Regions from separate parts of the Drosophila melanogaster genome. Here region 1 is linked to region 2. Evidence: chromatin contacts called from public Hi-C data. All regions are on one chromosome and are shown on one strand. The core of a region is the stretch at or near the end of the contact, and the rest is flanking DNA. Distances in the headings are between cores, read along the strand shown.

Region 1 (4,614 bases), core at 493-2,992, 36 kb before region 2:
CGAGAGCGAAGCAGCGAGAAGAGCGGCGAAGAGAACGTGCGCAAGTGCATTTTTAAAATCAGAATCGGATGCTGCACGCTCTTGCTCTTGCTCTCAGTAAGCGTGATTACGAATTTGGATTTTCTATTCGTAGTTTTTTTGTGTGTGTTTTTGATTGGCATTTTCTCACCTGGTCGATCCAATGACTGTCTGCGACTCATTGGCAAAAGATTTGTGCTGCTCTTCTGTTGTGTGGTGTTTTTTTCAGGGGGGTTTTATAGACAATAACGTCGGCGAATGCAAATTATGCCAATTTTGATTGATTCATTGGGTAATTTGTTGCTGCTGGTTGTTGGTTCCTTTTGGCTATTGCTTTTGCTTATTTCCTTTTGCCGCGCTGCTTCTTACTCAATTCTATACACTCAACACACACACACGCGGACATCTTTCGAATTTCATTTCACACGCGACTGTTGACTTTCTTTTTGCCCCTCTCTCACTCTAACGCGCTCTTTCTTTTTCTCACTCTCTGAGAACTCGACAGATGTTGTTGTTGTGGGGCCTTTTTTTGATTTGAGGTGTTGCTGCTTCTGCTTCTATTGCAATTTGTGACGTGCTGTTGTGATTTGTTTGTTGCTGGCTTGTGGTTTGAAAAACGCTTTTTCGACAACACACATATGGGGAGCACGCACACACTCACTCGCCAGCAGCCAGCACACACACACAAACACACACGCACGCACACATTCACTCTCGCGCGTCACGTCAATGAACGCAGCAGCACGTAGTTGTTGTTTTCGTCACTGATTCTCGCCTTGTACGCACATTTTGCTGGCTAATCGAAGCACTTGATCGGCAACTGCTCATCAGAGCCTTGTTTATTTACATTGCAGCACGGGGCTAGTGCACTTTCCCCGATTTTATGCGTTTTTCTCTCGATTCGCACGGCCGTACAACGAGCGCCGCCGCCGCAAACAAAGGGAAATGGTGAATGCTAGAGCTGGAAGAGAAGCCGATGGTTAGTCGATACTATCGATGTATACAGATAACTGGCAGCATCGATGTTTGCCCCGCAACCATCGATTGTATTCACTCTAAAAAATATGGTTTTCTACAAGAATTCAATGTTTATAAATAAAACAGTCACTTTAATAAAAGCTTAGAAAACTCTTTGTGATTTATAAAGATTTAAGCGCGTTGTTTACGATAAGTTATAAAAACTAGGGTTGACACCTGTCTGTGAAAGACTTTTTGAATGTAAATAAACATCAAGACGGCAATAACGTAACGAAATTAAATTGATAAATAACTTTATTTTACTAGTTTAACAAATAAGAATATAAAGAAAACCATACAAGTTTCCGCACTAAAAACAAAATATATTATTTTTAGAACACGAAATAGTAAGCGATATTTTGAAATGCGGAACTGAGTATTTCAGGCACATCTGACAGCCCTGAAACAATGCAGACCAGACATTAGGTCGGGGACGTGTGCTAGACCGAGATGTCTGCTAGTACTGCTTTTGTCTCACTCGCGCACGAAGAGGTAGAGAAGAAAAAAACCAAAACGAAGTGGGCAAACTAGCGAACTTCACAAAACCCTCGACAAGACAACTTTGTATTATTGCCCTATTTCTCCTTGGTTATTATTACCGCGGCTGGGCGAGGTATCCCTTAATGTTCGATTAATAACATTTCCGCAGATTTCCCGCACTTTTGCTGCACTCCGAACTGTTGTTTTATCGACTGCCCGAAATCGATTGGTCGATGGGCGATAAGCCCTACGGGCGAAATTTTACCAACACTGGTCGATAGCCAACTATCGTATCGTATCGCCTAATTACAAAAAATAAATATAAATGAAGTGAAGCGGACGCAGCAACAAAAACAAAGAGATTGCTACGATCAAAATGCTACGGGTAAGTGACCTGATCGGCGATGAAAACGCATATAGAGTTCAGTGTGCACATATACCTTTATCTCCCTGTACGACAGGCAATCGGGAAACGGGACAGGGACATCTTCGAGGAAGTTTGGCCGGACAAAAGGCGAATAGTTTTAAAGCTACTGCGCCAGGACACGGTGTCGCAGCGCGAATGGCAGGACCTATTCTTCGGCGTACACTTCGTGTGCCTGTGGGACGAGAAGGGCGCGGCCAAGATCTACGACTGCCTGCAGCAGGACATCGTTGAGTTTATCGTCCAGGCCCAAAGCCAGGTGCAAGCGCAACGGGGCGAGCAGGCCCTTCTGGCCACCTATATTGTGGAGTGGCGGAAGTTCTTTACACAGTCCAACTACCTGCCGCTGCCTTTCCGCCAGCTGGAGCAGTCGCCCCAGGTGAAGCCCTCCTCCAGTGGCAGCAGCTCCTCCGCATCCGTCTCCGCCTCGGGAGCGAGTACGAGTGCCGCCGCGGCGGCAGCAGCTACTTCCTGCAGCGGCCAGGCTGGAAAGTCAGGAGCCTCCACCTCAGCCGCAGCTGGAGCCTCCACTTCAGCCGCCGCTGCTGCAGCCTCCACATCCGCCTCCACAAGCTCAGCAGCGGCAGCTGCAGCTGCTTCCGGAAGTGGGAGCTCCAGCAGCAGCACCTCTACCTCCAAGAAAAACCCCACGGAGGACAGTCCTGTACGAAAACTAATGCTGGACTCCTGGAACAAGCACATATTCCACGACATCAAGCATCGTCTGCAGGAGTCGGCCATGAAGATTGTGCACGCCGAGCGGAACGGCGATGCCTATGATGCCCAGCTAGTGGTAGGCGTGCGCGAGAGCTATGTGAATCTCTCCTCGAATGCAGAGGACAAACTAGAGATCTACAGGGAGAACTTTGAGATGGCGTACCTTAAGGCCACTGTCGAGTTCTATCGCCTGAAATCCGCCGAACAACAGCAAGAGAACGGAGTGCTGGCCTATATGAAATACGCCGACTCAAAGTTGCGTGAGGAGGAGGTTAGGGCCAAGCGGTATCTGGAGCCCAGCAGCTTCAGTATACTTACTTACACGCTGGTTAATGTGCTCATAGTGGACCACCTCAACTCAATCATCGCCGAGTGTCCGGCTTTGATCAGGGACTATGAAACGGAGCGATTGAATCTCATGTTCCGCCTGATGGATAGAGTGATGCACGGCGTTGGCGTGGAGCCCATGATGGGTGACCTGCAGCGTCACATCATGTCCGCCGGACTGGCCGACATGCTGTCCGCTTCGGAGGTGATTACCCAGGATTCGGAAAAGTACGTTGAGCGGCTACTTGAGCTGTTCAACAAGTTCAGCGACCTGGTACGCAACGCCTTCAACGACGATCCCCGCTTCCTCACTGCCCGCGACATTGCTTTTAAGACGGTAGTCAACGACACCAGCGTGTTCAAGATGGAGCTACCCACGAGTATCGCCAATCGGGGTGTAAAGTACACAGCGCCGGAGAGCAAATGCCCGGAACTACTGGCCAACTATTGCGACATGCTGCTGCGGCGAACGCCGCTCAGCAAACGCCTCACCAGCGAACAGATCGACGCCCGTCTGCGCGATGTCCTCTTGGTCCTGAAGTACGTCAACAACAAGGACGTCTTTATGCGCTATCACAAAGTTCATTTGACGAGGCGGTAAGTTGACTGCATAATGTTTCAAATGAAGCGATTACATACTCTTGTTCCTCCAATTACAGCTTGATTCTGGGGACCAGTGCGGACAGCGAAAAGGAGGAGGACATAGTCGAGTGGCTGAGGGAGGTGGGCATGCCGGCGGACTACGTGAATCGGCTGGCGCGCATGTTCCAAGACATAAAGGTAGGTTTTACCAGACTGATGTTAGGAGCAGGTTTATTCATTATCCCCTTTCGTATATAGGTCAGCGAAGACTTAAATACTCAATTCCGCACCTCGATAAGTCGGCACGATGCTATCAACATAAAAATACTCAACGCGGGTGCCTGGGCCCGCTGTTCGGAGCGAGTCTCGGTCTCACTGCCCATCGAGCTCGAGGACTATATTCCTGATGTGGAGGAGTTTTACAAGAAGAAGCATTCCGGCCGTAAGCTGCAGTGGTACCATCACATGAGCAATGGCACTATCACCTTTGTGAATAACTTCGGGCGCTACGATCTGGATGTGACCACTTTCCAGATGGCCGTCTTGTTTGCCTGGAATCAGCGTCAGCATGACAAAATTTCCTACGAGAATCTCCGCCTGGCCACAGAACTACCAGGTTAGGATTGCTTGCAAATTTACTTTTCGCTTTGATGATAATTATTTGTGTATTTTTAAGATCCCGAACTGAGGCGAACGTTGTGGTCGCTGGTAGCGTTCCCTAAGATAAAGAAACAGATCCTGCTCATGGAACCGGCGGCGATCAGTTCGCCCAAGGACTTTGCCGAGAACACAATGTTCTATATTAATCAGGAATTTGCTATTGTCAAGAATGGCAAATCCCAGCGTCGTGGAAAGGTGATTACGCATATTAGCTATCTAATAGATAATCCATAACCAGAGTTCTCACCCGCAGCTGAATCTCATCGGGCGACTGCAATTGAGCACGGAGCGCTCGCAGCAGGAGGACAATCAATCCATTGTGCAACTGCGTATTCTGCGCACACAAGAGGCCATTATCAAAATCATGAAAGTGCGCAAGCGGATGAACA
Region 2 (4,433 bases), core at 339-2,838:
TGGTCGCAGTACTCTCGTTGGCTGCTCATCTCAGCAATAAGCAAAACGTTGGGCAGCACAAACGGTATCATTGGCGAGTTGACGAACTCTTTGACGAGATAGGGAAGAATCGAATGCAAATTGACCCGGTGCGGTAGCGTCGGAATGATCTGCGGTAGACCCTTATAAAACTTTGACTTCTGCAGGTTGTCCCACTGGTATAGCGAGTCCAAATAGCTAAGTGTCTTAACCCCGACATCTTGAAAGTAGGCGATCTGCTTTAGCTCATGCAGCTTCGGTCGCAGGTTGGCACTGGGATGCAGCAGCGCTTTAAGGCTTTCAGTCAGCTCGCTGGGAACTGCGTTCATGGGTGGATACTTTCGCTGGTTCAGATCATTTGCGTAGCGACGAAAGCTGCTGTAATCACTGCCAAACATTTTCAGGGGCTTGCCGGCATAAATGGTGAAAATTAGAACGCCTGCAGCAAAGGAAGACTCAATAAATACGATTCTATATCTGGTTACTTAATATGAAAGATACCTTGTATTAAAACGCTTAGCTATTTATAAAATACCTTATCTGTTGACTTATTTCAATAATCGCAGAAAAATTTACTTTTATACGTAAATTATCAACAAGATCAAATACTTGGCTGGCTATGACTCATGCGAAATTATATTCATTCCTATGATATAACTCGGTACCTACCCAATGAGAACAGATCACTGTCTGGTGTGTTGACACTGTTCAAGGCCAGCTCCGGTGCTGTGTACTCCAAGCTGGGCTGTGCCAGGACGTGCAGGGATGTGGTGTACTCCCGAAAGGGCCAGTGGGGTGTGCCATCGGTGGCCGGTTGGTTGGCAATGCAGAAATCAAATCCGAACAGCTTCCAGCTGCGGTTCTTGTTGATCACGATTGTCTCGGCGCTAATGTTGCGGTGCACAATCTTGGCGTCTTGGTGAAGGAACTGCAGGCCATCGAAGAGCTGCAGCAGACCGTGTCGAATCTCTACATCATAGAGCTTCTTTTCGGAGCGGACGTTGTCGCCGACCACGTTGGCTAGGGAGGCAAAAACCGGCTCCGTGGCGAAGGCAAGCGAGTCCCGACTCTCCTCCAGTGGATGCTGTACGGTTAGCACGTGAGGATGTCGAATTTTTGTTAGCTGTTGAACCCCGCGACGCAGTGTTTCCAGCATGGTCTCCCGGTCATCCTTCGACCAGCGCTCCAACGACTTTTTCTCGAACACGAAGACGGACACTTCCTGTTTGGTGCTCTTCTTGTGGCCATTGTACACCTTCCACATCAGACCTGGCAGTGGGATTACTCGGTATCAGCAAGCCACAATATGTTCAACTAGCAATGCAGGTAAACTCACCCACTCCGGCAGTGCACACCTGTTCCAGCACCTCGTACTCCCGCGTCACATTGTTCCCGGGCAGAACGCCGGACAGTGTGGACACCGTCTGTACGGCGGATGAGTAGAACTTGTTTATCATGTCCATCCTGGCGCGAATTTGCAGTAACTGCGGCCCACAAGTTAGTGCAAAATTCCTTTTTGTTTAACAATCAATACTAGCGCTGGGCCAACCTCTCACGATAGCATCACGCGATATATCGATATGTTTCGATTGCCTGTCAAATGTATTTTACATATAAATGCAGCCATTAGTAATCACGATTGTTTCCTAATTGACAGTGCATTGCTTTAACGTCAATAATTAAATGATCAAATGCTCTAAGCTTGACCACATTCGTCGGTAAATATTGTAAGTCCATTAAAAACAATTCTACGAATTCTACGAATGCATTTTAAAAGGGGGCTTCAGCATAGAGTATCTGCGAAATGGAAAACTTAAGGCAAACCAAAGAGTCATCGGAATTTAAAATGGGGACTTCTCTGGATAATAACAAACTGGCATCGTTGGGTGCCACAAACAAGCACCGGCTGCAGAACACATGGACCCTGTGGGGCGTAAAGTACGACCCTGAAATATCATGGGAGGACATGCTGAAGGAGATTGACAGCTTCAATACCGTCGAGGACTTCTGGAACCTGTATTTCCGCATCGATACGCCATCCAAGCTCAACCGCGGCTGTGATTACATGCTCTTCAAGAAGGGCATTCGCCCCATGTGGGAGGATCCGCCGAACAAGGGCGGAGGTCGTTGGACATATAAAGTGGATAAAAGGTCCACAGCCGAACTGGACAAAACTTGGCTGGACGTGCTTCTTTGCATGATTGGCGAGGCCTGCGATCACTGCGATCAGATTTGTGGGGCTTTTGTCAGGATTCGCAAAAATATCAACAAAATCTCCGTATGGACAAAGGCAGACGCGGGCGATGAGTGTAACGAACAGTGCTAAAATCCCAAAGAGACGAATAAACTAACTATTGCACATCCCTCAACGTTTTTAAAAGCTTATTAAATGGGCCGGTTTTCTGGATACCACTGGACACAAGGCTATTTTGTGCTTTGCAATACGGAATGTGAATTTAAAATGGGCTTAATTGGTAATTATTTTTGTATTGTTTGTTTTAAATTACGATTACGATATTGCGCTGGCTGCTGGAAGTGCTCTTGATGGTCTCAGGAACAAAGACTTAATAGTCGCATTTGTATTCCACAGATCACGGATAGAAACAATTTCTCGTTGATGGCAAAGCCAAAATTCCATATAATTTTCATCGGCTAAAACAATATAGACTTATATTGTTTATTTTGTAATTACAGTTCAGTTTAAACATTTTGGTCTGAACGATTGATTCGTTAACTATCTTTTAGGTCCTCCACAAATGTGAAGTAAACATTTGTGGCAGCCTGCGGTTTCTTGTTGAACACCCAGTCAATCATCAGCAGATATTCTCCAGTGGGAATGGGCGTGGGCAGCTTCTCGGACCTGAGATAGAAGTTCTTGACTTGCTGCAGGCCCTAGTTAATGATAAATATATACATGGTGGTTATAGTTTATTAATTGGGTAACTTCAAAAGTTAATCTCTTTCCAGGCATTTTATTAAATTTAATAATTTGATCAGCAAAATTTCACAGGCAAAGTCAACAAATTTCAATAAAAGCGTTGTAAAAAGCAATGCAAAGCCAAAAATAACGGAAAAATCTAGTTCGTTCTAAGAAAAAGAACAAAACAAAGTAGGAAAACAAAATGTGTAAAGAGTTTCTTGACAGTCTCAAAAGTGTGTAAACTTGGAATTTGTTGTTTATTTTCTTGTATATTTAATATTTTTAATTTGTTTTTTGATTTATAAGTAAAATAAATATTGTTTAATTATATTTTATAAAAAAATTGAGTTTAATTAAGCAAAAAACCCTTAATTTTAAGCTTTAAAGTCAAAAATTCAACTTATTTCACAGTGTGTAAACAGTTTCTTGACAAACTGTATGTATATATGAATTATACCTGGATTTTGTCCATCAGACTTACCACATAGGGACAGGTGTGATTGATCGTCGAGTACTCTTTGAAGAGCTCCCAAACGATCCGAATCAAGGCATTATTTCTCCGCCTTATAAACTGACAGCCGTCGAAACTGACGCTATATAGCCAAGGCTTATAGCCATTGGCCCTCTTCAGCAATCTGGCCTTGACTATGACATCGTGAACCGGATGCAGCAAATTGGCATCGACATTGAGGCAAACCTTATTCCTGCTAACAGCACGCAGGCGGCACAACCCGAATTCCACCCAGGATTTGTTATAGGTCTCACATACTGCATTGGTCATTTTGAAAATGACAGCATCCTGAAAAGTATAACACTTAATTTAGGCACTTCTCGTGCAAATCAACGACATTTACACATTGATAAGGCGGCTGAAGTGAGTGAGCTAGCATCCAAATAACCAGCACTATTTTCATGACTACTTGGCTGCTTGGGAAGAAGTGGTACGAATACGATGAAATTATATCATTTGTAGCTCTGTCAACAAATTAGTTACTCGTGTCCGTGCAGATAATTATGACATAGTTATTCCGACGTCTATAGATTAGCGGGTAATCAATCAATTGTTATAGCCTTTTTCCATTTTTGCTCGCCCTATTAAATTTATAAACATTTCTGGGTTCACTGCGCGGTGAATTTGTTTTTAACAGATATATTGTACAACATGTCTGATACCCTGTAAAACCGACCTTTTTGGCATTATTCGTATTTAATAGGCTTTTAAATTTGGTTACAGTAAGTTAGCTTGGCTCTAAATGTTGGCCATTGGAAGCCTCCTCTTCTAATTGCACTATGACATTGACATTCAAAAATCGATTCCGCACTTGCCACTTAAGATATATGGATATATGGCTCCCTGGCTAATTGCCCGCGTGTTTTTCCCACCTTATTTATTTATTAATTGATGAAAGTCAACATTATTAGATTCGGTAAACAAACAATTGCCAGGCACCTAGCTTTGGAGTCAAAGTCGGAAGTCAAGTGCACGCTAAGCTTC

What was found. Hi-C and Micro-C count contacts between places; a contact is called where the count stands out from the background.
Region 1: a contact with region 2 is called in a Hi-C map of the Kc167 cell line, with 4 times the contacts expected there. The contact joins the promoter of Bicra here to the promoter of CG1951 in region 2. A contact is called at or near these places in 12 of 107 Hi-C or Micro-C datasets (the Clone 8 cell line, the D17-c3 cell line, the Kc167 cell line and 2 more).

Annotation. Positions count from the first base shown.
Region 1 is chr3R:29,060,168-29,064,781 of dm6, reverse strand. Bicra (BRD4 interacting chromatin remodeling complex associated protein) reads right to left here and starts at 1,742. Exons shown (of 9, transcript NM_001276122.1): 1 at 1,635-1,742; 2 at 170-979. The coding sequence starts at 200. Cul5 (Cullin 5) reads left to right here and starts at 1,807. Exons shown (of 7, transcript NM_143408.3): 1 at 1,807-1,900; 2 at 1,977-3,580; 3 at 3,643-3,763; 4 at 3,824-4,181; 5 at 4,242-4,420; 6 at 4,479-4,614. The coding sequence starts at 1,892.
Region 2 is chr3R:29,024,391-29,028,823 of dm6, reverse strand. It overlaps CG1951, which reads right to left and starts at 1,588. Exons shown (of 6, transcript NM_143398.4): 1 at 1,355-1,588; 2 at 688-1,287; 3 at 1-457. The coding sequence starts at 1,481. It overlaps CG14518, which reads right to left and starts at 3,853. Exons shown (of 3, transcript NM_143396.3): 1 at 3,793-3,853; 2 at 3,420-3,737; 3 at 2,665-2,910. The coding sequence starts at 3,852. The coding sequence ends at 2,749. It overlaps eIF4E6 (eukaryotic translation initiation factor 4E6), which reads left to right and starts at 1,650. Exons shown (of 2, transcript NM_143397.2): 1 at 1,650-1,736; 2 at 1,796-2,385. The coding sequence starts at 1,823. The coding sequence ends at 2,344.